Regions from separate parts of the Xenopus laevis genome. Here region 2 is linked to region 1. The links are chromatin contacts, called in public Hi-C maps. All regions are on one chromosome and are shown on one strand. The core of a region is the stretch at or near the end of the contact, and the rest is flanking DNA. Distances in the headings are between cores, read along the strand shown.

The links. Hi-C and Micro-C count contacts between places; a contact is called where the count stands out from the background.
Region 2: a Hi-C map of the XTC cell line shows a contact between it and region 1, with 3 times the contacts expected there. The contact joins the enhancer-like site here to the promoter of msra.2.L in region 1. A contact is called at or near these places in 2 of 4 Hi-C or Micro-C datasets (the XL177 cell line and the XTC cell line).

What each region holds. Positions count from the first base shown.
Region 1 is chr2L:60,416,986-60,421,636 of Xenopus_laevis_v10.1, forward strand. It overlaps msra.2.L (peptide methionine sulfoxide reductase MsrA 1), which reads left to right and starts at 2,046. Exons shown (of 6, transcript XM_018246421.2): 1 at 2,046-2,329; 2 at 4,397-4,465. The coding sequence starts at 2,257. gngt2.1.L (guanine nucleotide-binding protein G(I)/G(S)/G(O) subunit gamma-T2) reads right to left here and starts at 2,409. Exons shown (of 3, transcript XM_018246422.2): 1 at 2,300-2,409.
Region 2 is chr2L:60,605,495-60,610,145 of Xenopus_laevis_v10.1, forward strand. LOC108708097 (tyrosine-protein kinase Fgr) reads left to right here. Exons shown (of 13, transcript XM_018246425.2): 4 at 129-228; 5 at 405-503; 6 at 1,009-1,112; 7 at 1,384-1,533. Among protein-coding and RNA genes, the nearest start is that of LOC108708097, 24 kb to the left of the region's middle. Within about 2 kb of position 2,512, at least 2 of the 7 cell types and tissues checked have an H3K27ac peak or open chromatin away from gene starts, as enhancers often do.

The sequences.
Region 1 (4,651 bases), core at 796-3,295:
CACATTAGATTTAAATGGCAATTGGAGAATAGCAGAACAAAAATGTTAGGTCAAAAGCTAGTTGCAAGCAGCATTACAATGCCATTATTTTCATCGGTGTTTCTCAGCAATTATTTCTTCATTGCTTAGGGCGCCCCTAAACTTTACAAACAAGACATATTTCATGAAACTGCTTATCAGTCAGTGCTTCACTGCTCTCCCTATACTTCTGGCCAAGTGGTATAATTAGCAGTGGCGGTACCCGAGTGCAGGATGTGCATTTAGCCCCCCTCCAGATTTGTGCTCCAGATGCATGCATACAAAGACTTCCATGCCTTATTGTACCTCCAGCAGAACCCAAGGGTAGTTACACCACTGCCTGATCACCCAGAAAGGGTGTGCTTCTTCTATTGTTCTACAATTCTTCTATTGTTTTGGGCTTTCTGTACCAGCCCAAAGCATTCACAGGCCTTTAACAGAGAAGATATGTCTCTGAAGATGCCCCAGTAGCTCCCCATCTTCTTGTTTTATCCTGATGTTTTAGAGGACATGAAAGTATCCAAAAACCTGTGGAACCAGTGAGGAGCAAATACATGTGCAGAACCTTGTAAAATAGGTCACCTTGTTCTTTAAACAGTGCCTCACCCAGTTCAAAAGCCTACTAAGCATGTGAGATCTGCTTCTTATAATGTTGTTCTACTTTTCATCTTAGCAGTCTTGTTTGGACCACATGTTAACGTAGATTTTCTATGTACTTACACACAAAGGAAAGTGGCCTTGAAATATAATTATGGTAATTTACCATTAAGGTCTTGCAGGTATTGTAGATGCTGATGTTATTTTCCAAAAAGTTACACAGTAAAGTTGGGTTGAAAAAAGTCCCATGTTTTCTCTCTCCAGGCTAACACCAATGCTTGGATTTTGAGTTATTTAGCTTTTTACTCAGCAACTCTCCACTTTGCAATTTCAGCAATCTGATTGCTAGGGTCCAAATAAATGTAGCAATCATGCATTGTTTTTAGTAAGAGACTGGAATATAAATAGGAGAGGGCCTGAACAGAAAGATGCATAAGAAGTAAGTAATGTGTAGCCTTACAGAGCATTTTTGGAGTCAGTCATCCCCATTTGAAAGCTGAAAAGAGTCAGAAGAAGGAGGCAAATAATTCAAAAAACTATGAAAAAAATGGAGATCAATTAATAAGTTTCTTAGAATTAGTCATTCTATATTATGTGCCAAAAGTTTAAATTAAAGGCGAACCACCCCTTTAAGGAGAACTAAAGCTTAACTAAAGAAATAGGCTAGAAATATTGTACATTATGTTTTGGGCTTGAGTACTAGCCCAAGGCAACCACAGCCCTTTAGCAGGAAAGATATGTGCCCCAAAATATGTCCCAGTAACTCCCCATCTTCTTTTCTGCTGATTCACTGCACATGCTCAGTGCTGATGTCAGTTATTGATCTTAGGGGCCGATTCAAAATATACCCTAGAATATAAATGTCACAATATAAGGCTGATTAGTAATTAATACAGATAATTGCTACATGGCAGCACAGAAACCAGTGCAATTAGCGTCAGAATTTAATAATCAGCCCTGTAGCATCAGCTTATATTACAGACAAACCTCATTTTCTGCTTTTTAATTTGTGACTACCCCTAAGCTTAGCTTCTCAACAGCTGATCAGAGCCCACTGAGCATGTGAGTGTTGCAGACACTTTCCAAGATGGTGACCCCCTGTGACAAGTTTGAAGTCCTGGATCATTGCTGCTATTGAGATGCTGAAACTTTAGACTGGTGCAATAAGTTCAGTATATAAAACATGGCATTTTATCCCTATTCATTTTAGGGTTTAATTCTCCTTTAAAGTTGTTGCTTATTTTTACATTCCTGGCTTAGATGCAAGTTTTAGTTGTACTGACAAAACAGGGCATCCTGAAGGCTGCCAGTCCACATAGGGGCTACCAAATAGCCAATCACAGCTCTTACTTGGCACCCCAGAAACTTTTTGCATGCTTGTGTTGCTCACCATCTCTTTTAACATTTGATTTATGGCTCATGGGTAAAAAAAGGTTGGGGACCTCTGGTATATACTCAGGGCTGTGAGGTCTTTGTTTTTGTTTTTGCATATCCCTATTGCTCTGTCACCTTGTGCTGCTAGGTCAAGAGTTAATAACCAAAGCTCCACCATCAGTTACTCATTAGCATGCCATCAACCTCTGCCCTGTCTGTAATTGCTTATATACCAGTTATTTTCCCCGTGACTCAAGTTCCTCAACAATGCTGGGTAACGTTAGATTTCCTACTGCCCAGGAGGCATTACCTGGTAGAAGCGATGCCCTACAAGTAGCGGGTAAGGACTTGCCCTATTCGGAAATGGTAGTTGATGTTCTGTCTGTGGTAGGGTACTGTGTTTGATAGGATTTTGGTTTCCCTGCAGGCAGTATATACATGCAGTATGCACACAATACTTAGTGTGCACACAGCTCTGGCTAAAGTCCATTAGGATAATTCAGGCGTTTATCATATCATTGTGTACCTAGCTGACTGGCCTGAAATCAGGCATAAGTCAATCAGGTTCAACATTTGCTCAATCTCTTTTAAGCTGGTTAAAGACAAATAAACAACCCATGAGGCCTCTCTAATTCTATCTCCAAGTAGGGTGTTCTATCCTACCTGGCAGTCTGCTCACATTTTCACATCATTAAATTGTTTGTGCTAAGGGTAATGTGTTTAACTTAATTGCAGTTCCATTCTTTTATTCTGTCAACCACCTTTCTTGTATTAACAGCATAAGCCCAATATTCGTCAGCCCTATCTGTTGCTTGTGACATTTATCACATTTTCACTAGAATGTGCTAATTTATTAAAGGGACAACATGTTAACTGGTTCTGATTCTGAAAACAACAGATGTTGCTTATGGCTTTTAATTGTGTCTCTTCAAACGTTATTGCTTAATAACATCAAACAAGTATTCTACCTTTTTTTATGCAAATATAATTATACATTTATTATAGGCCTATCATAGAGGTGCGGCCCTAGTAATGGGCCCGTGGGTGTCTATATAGAAAATATGGACAAATGACCACATATGAAAACAGTCCAAATTCCAGAACCCACCAGCACACCCTGGCCTCTCCAGCATAAGTTGGCCCGGTGCACAGTCAGAAGGGATCGGCAACCCCAATTGTAGTCAGCGTAATAAAAGAAAAACTGGCACTCAGAGCTCAATGCATGCGGGCAAAGCCCTGCGTGTTTATTACAATGTCATTGTAATAAACACGCAGGGCTTTGCCCGCATGCATTGAGCTCTGAGTACCAGTTTTTCTTTTATTACACATATGAAAACACTCATAGTTTCCAGTAGCAAGTGCATCAGCTGAGTTGGCAACATTCCCTCTAATTTCTTGAAAGGTGTGAATAAAATATTCAACGTTCTACACACGTTCTAGAATCACAACTTGTGCTAACAATTTAGTTTTGCAGGAAAATAAAAGGGAAAAATACTGGTAGCGAGTTTAAAGCAGAATATTTGAGTTATTATTTGACCCATAGCAACCAATCAGATCTTTGCTTTCAAACAGCATGTCAGTTGACATAGGTCACTAGAACTGGAGAACATTTTGCATCTGACATTTTATTAAGGGGCTATATAACTTCTAGTATGATGTAGACACTGATATTGAATTGCTCTTTATTTTTGTGGTTTTTGAATTATTTAGCTTTATTTATTTAGCTCCAGTTTAAAATATCATCAGCAAACTGGTTGATAGGGCCAATATACTCTAGTAAACAGTCATTGGTTTTAATAAGGGACTTGAGGATGAGTAGGAGAAGTCCTGAATAGAAAACTAAGCAGTAAAAATAACAATACAATTGTAATCTCAACGCTCTGGGAGATGGCAAAAGATGAAGGCAAATCATAAAGAAAATAACAATAAAGACCAATTGAAAAGTTGCAAATAAAAATACATTCTAAAACATACTAAAAGTTAACTTAAAATTAAACTACACCTTTAAATGAGGAGCACATCATTCTTCAATACCAATAACTGAAAGACCTATGGCCCTTTACTGTTTCTCCAACAGCAGGGAAAAATTTAATACTTTGCCATTCTGACTGCAACCCCTATGTCGCTGATCTTTTGTGTGTGTGTCACATTTCTGTGTTTTTAGCTCAAAAAACATTGGTAAGTGTTGGCGTCTCCATACAGTACATGTAAAGGAAAGACAGCACTAAACATTATGTACCATTCTTGCACTGGGTGAAATATACCTATGGGGAAATGCTATGGGTTCTACTACCCTAAAGGATTTCTTAGCTCTTTACATAATCCTTGGGATATATGTACAAAGGTACTTGGTACAATAAAATAATTTACCCTGATAACAATTTATTCCTGTATTCCCTCTTGACAGATAAACATATGGTAAATGGGAACTCAACTCTGGAACCATTCCCAGCCGGCACAGAAATAGCATTGTTTGGTGAGTCTTTCTTTAGCTAATGTATATGCATCTGGTAGTTTTAATGTGGGCTGAAATACAGTTTTAGCACACATGGACCATTGCAGGCTTAATATGCCTCATCTGAAAGATAGAATAACCTTACTGCAACATTGAGAATGTTTGGCAGTCCAGTAACCCACTGCACCATTCAGATGTCTGATTTTC
Region 2 (4,651 bases), core at 1,262-3,761, 190 kb after region 1:
TACAAAACTCACGAGGCCCTCTTATTATAAGGGCAGACACTTCACATTTTGTGTATCTGGTGGAGAACAGTAATTAAAAATATAATTCTTTATGGTAGAATATCATTCTTTCTGCTTTATCCCTATAGCAGGGGCAACCCTGTTTATTGCTTTGTACGATTATGATGCTCGCACAGAGGATGACCTGACCTTTCAAAAGGGAGAGAAGTTCCATATTATTAACAACTCGTGAGTAACTAACAAATCTTTGTCACTATATACAGGAGCTTTAAGTGCATGCTTGCAATTTATGATGAAATAGCATTTAGATACAGATATAAATATATATTTTAGCATAAAACATATATTTTGTATAATATGCATATCTGTATAATATGCTTGTCATCTATTTATTCTCTTTACAGAGAGGGTGATTGGTGGGAAGCTCGATCGCTAAGTTCTGGAAATACAGGATACATCCCCAGTAATTATGTGGCACCTATGAATTCCATTCAGTCAAAAGAGTGAGTTCAATGCTGTACTTGGTGGGAAAATGCTTAGACCAGAACACTATTTAATAGCTAACATAACTAAATACTGTTACAAAAAAAAGAGTTAATGAATCAGTCCTGATTTGTATTAATTTCTATGAATAACTTAACTTGGTTATCAGGCAAGATCTGTTTTTCTCCCTATGATAAATGTAACCACAAACTAGATAAATGTCAGAAAAATAAGAATGAAGAATTTATAGAACAATAAAGACACAAAAACATGGTGTAATATAACTAAAACATTGCAGCTACAGCGTGGATTGTGAGATTAACTGTTCTGGATAAAGGGCATGTAAAACGTGTAAACTTGTAAAACTTGTAAGCATAGATACTATGAAAAATGGAACACTTGGCTGTTCTTTGGTGTCTATGGGGGAAGTCAGAATATCTTTAATAATTTATCATGATCTACAAAACAAATATTCTGGAGGAATGGGGTTAATGGGGTTTCTATTGTACCCGTTTCCCTAATTAGCTGGTTCTTTGGAAAGATTGGCCGGAAGGATGCAGAGAGACTACTTTTGAGTGAGGGGAATCCAAGAGGAACCTTCATGATCAGGGAGAGTGAGACAACTAAAGGTAAAGCTTATGAGGATATGAGGATGCATGAGTTCAGATACTGTGTGTGTATATATATATATTTGTATCACTATACAAATATCCTACAATAATCTTATTTTTACTTTTCAGTCACCTCTCACACTTTATCACTTTAAGTGATAATCTGTCTCCTCTTACTATTAAAATTAACTAATCCTTGCAACCTCGTGTCTTTTACCTTGCACTCTATTTTCTATTTTCCATTTTTATCCACAGTTTCTTGTTTGTAGCAACTGTTTGTTCTTCACAGGTGCATACTCCCTTTCTGTTCGCGACTGGGATGCTAGCAGGGGAGACCACGCAAAACATTACAAGATCCGCAAGCTAGACAGTGGAGGATTTTATATTACAACAAGGGTCCAGTTTAATACTGTGGAGGAGCTGGTGGAACACTATGGTGGTAAGAAGACTGCACTTTATACAGAAATAACCTTTCCTTTCTGCGTGGACATTAATAATATACAGGTACCAGCGGCTATCCTTGCCTTTTTGCCCTCCTGAGACGGCCTTCCTTTGCTGCCCCCACCCCTCCTCACGACACCCAACTTTTCAGCACTGGAGGGGGTTGGGGGAGGTGCACGTCATTAGTGCAGACAGCACAATTGTGCTCTTTGCTCTAGAAGAGCCGAATTTCCGGGTTTAAAATCAGGTGGGCGATGCCGCCTGAGGCGAGTGGCTCATCTCGCATCATTGGTAGAGCGCCCCTGACAGGTACCAAGCCCAGACTGACATTCAAAATAAGCCCTGGTATTTCAAGTCAAGTACACAGAGGCCCAAACTACCCCCCAGGGGGGTGACTAAATAGAGTCTATGGCAACTTACAGCAGTCCCTCTGGCCTTTGCTAGAATTTACAGTTTGCCAGTCTGAGCCTCACGGGTGCCATAAGGCACAATATGAAGTGTGCAGCATGGGTTGTGAGAAGGAAGCAGCCAATGTAGAGCTTATGACAGACACTGGAAAATGCACATAAATAAAAAGCATTACCATCAACTTCAGGGACACATACAATTGGCCTAAAAGGAAGGTGCAAAGCTAGTATCTCATAGATTGCAGTGTCCCCTAGCAACAAGGCTTTCATTACAGAGTAGATAAAAGAGCAGATTGATTGTGAAGTGGCATAGCAGGAACAGTATGTTCAGATATGATTGCTCAGACTAGGGATGTGTTTAGATGTGACACAATGAGGTAATATTGCAGTAGCACTGTATTTTTTTCTCCTAGTGCTGCTGCCACTGCTGTGGCTAAGTTCACAATCATGGCACGATGAGCAATAAAATGCAAGAAGTCGAGAGGCAGCTAGCTCATACCATGCAGAGTTGTTAGATTCAGCCTTCTTTCAGCAGGGCCATAACATATTCTCTTATATAGAAAGTCTGCAGACACACCCAGTCACGGCTGTCCAGTGCTGTAGTACTGGGAGAGCACAGCACCCTCCCCAATGTCTATGCACAAACAGGACCAGCACACCACTTGCCTGGGGATGATCCCCTGTGGTTCTTAAGTCAAAAGTGGAAACACAACCTTTTGGAGACTTGCCCCTTAGTTAGTGTGCTGGTCCTGTTTGTGCATAACATATCTTTTGCCAGTTCACAAATCAATGTAAAGATACCAGAAATGATATCAGTACTGGAATTCATGCTTGTAAGTTAACTAGTATGTCTTATTTATAATTTGGGCCCCAGTCCCAAAAAATTCTATTTACAAAAGAATGGAAGTGTACCTAGTATTTTCTTTTTTGGTTGATCTTGGGGTGTAGAGAGTGGGTGGAAAAATTCTCTTTTTAGGGTAAGGCTCATGGCATGCACACATAACAGCACAGCTGGCTTTGGTGATTTCGCTGCTTGCATAAAAAATGTTATATGTGCCATTATCCTAATGTCGCACAGGGAGGTCACCAACTACTATTTGTAGCTTGGTAAGTATTGGTTTTATATGAGGCCCAATGTTTTATGCCTGATAAGAAATACAATTACCTATAGTTAGCTGCAAGTAATAGCTATTAATTTCCCTGTGTAACAGGAGGGTAGGTAGATGTTAGAATCCCAGTGAGTATATGATTTGGGATGAGTGCTCATCTGATGTCCTAGAAATACTTCAGACTCTAGCAGAATTACTGATATGGCAATGTTTTCATACATCCACCTTTTTATTAGCTAAAAGAGTCTCTTACCAAATATTGGGACCACTTATGGGAATTTGAATTTAAAAAAAAGTCCACAACCCACTTCCCTATGGCAATGATACATGTCATAGAGCAATACACCCCCCAAAAACACACATATAAAGGCCTCGTTTGTTACTGCAAGTGAACATGAGGAAGCACAACAATACCCATAAATTGTTGTGACTTTTCCCACGGTGCAGCATTTTGCACTACAGAATTTCAGATTAAAAGCAGGCAGCCAATGATTAAAGGGCATAACAATGTTTCTTGATTTAGTAATGTGGATGCTAATTAGAATCGTTGTTAGAAAATCACTCGCAAGTTAAGGCTGTTGTGATTGCTGGTAGGAAAGGAATCATTTCCGTGTAGTGCAGCACTAGTGATGGCTTTAAGGGCTCTTACTCACGAGCGTTTTTACCTGCGCTCCCCTGCGTTCCGTTTTTCGGTGTTCAGCCGCAGGGGAGCACAGGAATAGATGCATTTAATTTTTTCAAATGGGGCTGTACTCACACAGGCGCATGTAGGCGCTGAACGCAGGTTGAGATGCAACATGCTGCATTTTTCCTGCGTTCGGCGCCTACGAGCGCCTGTGTGAGTACAGCCCTATTTGAAAAAATTAAATGCGTCTATTCCTGCGCTCCCCTGCGGCTGAGCGCCGAAAAACGGAACGCAGGGGAGCGCAGGTAAAAACGCGCGTGAGTAAGAGCCCTAACAAACAATTTATTTGTTGCAATGTCCTATGACAAACTGGTACTGTTCCTTTTAAAAACTGTTACAAAGTAGGTTATCCAAGCCACCTTTGCTCTCATCAGGTCCAGAAATGTATATAAAAGAGCCTGAATAGAAAGACGAGTAACAAAAAATAGCAAGAACAATAAAATTGTAGTCTTACAGAGCATTTGTTTTTAGATGTGGTCAGTGAAACCCATTTGAAAGCTGGATAGATTTAGAAGACTAAGGCAAATAATTAAAAAAAGCTATAAAAATAAATAATGAAGACCAATTGAAAAGTTGCTTATAATGGTCTATTTTATAACATACTAAAAGTTAAATGGTGGTGAACCACCCCTTTAATAATACATTGGGGCGTGGTTTTGCACTTTCATTTATAAATGAGCCATATGAAGTACATATATGATCAAAAATATTTTCATGTCTTAACCCAGCTCCCCCTTCATTTCTCCAGTACTGCAAAGCTTAGAAAACTGTTCATGGTCAAAGCCTAGTGGTTAATTATAAACGCAGAAGGCAACGTTAGTGAGAATACAAACCTCTCTGCATCCTGTGAGGCTAATTCTGCTACTGTGAGTGATGGAAACAGCTTTACATCAGCCCAGCCTCTGCAAACACATA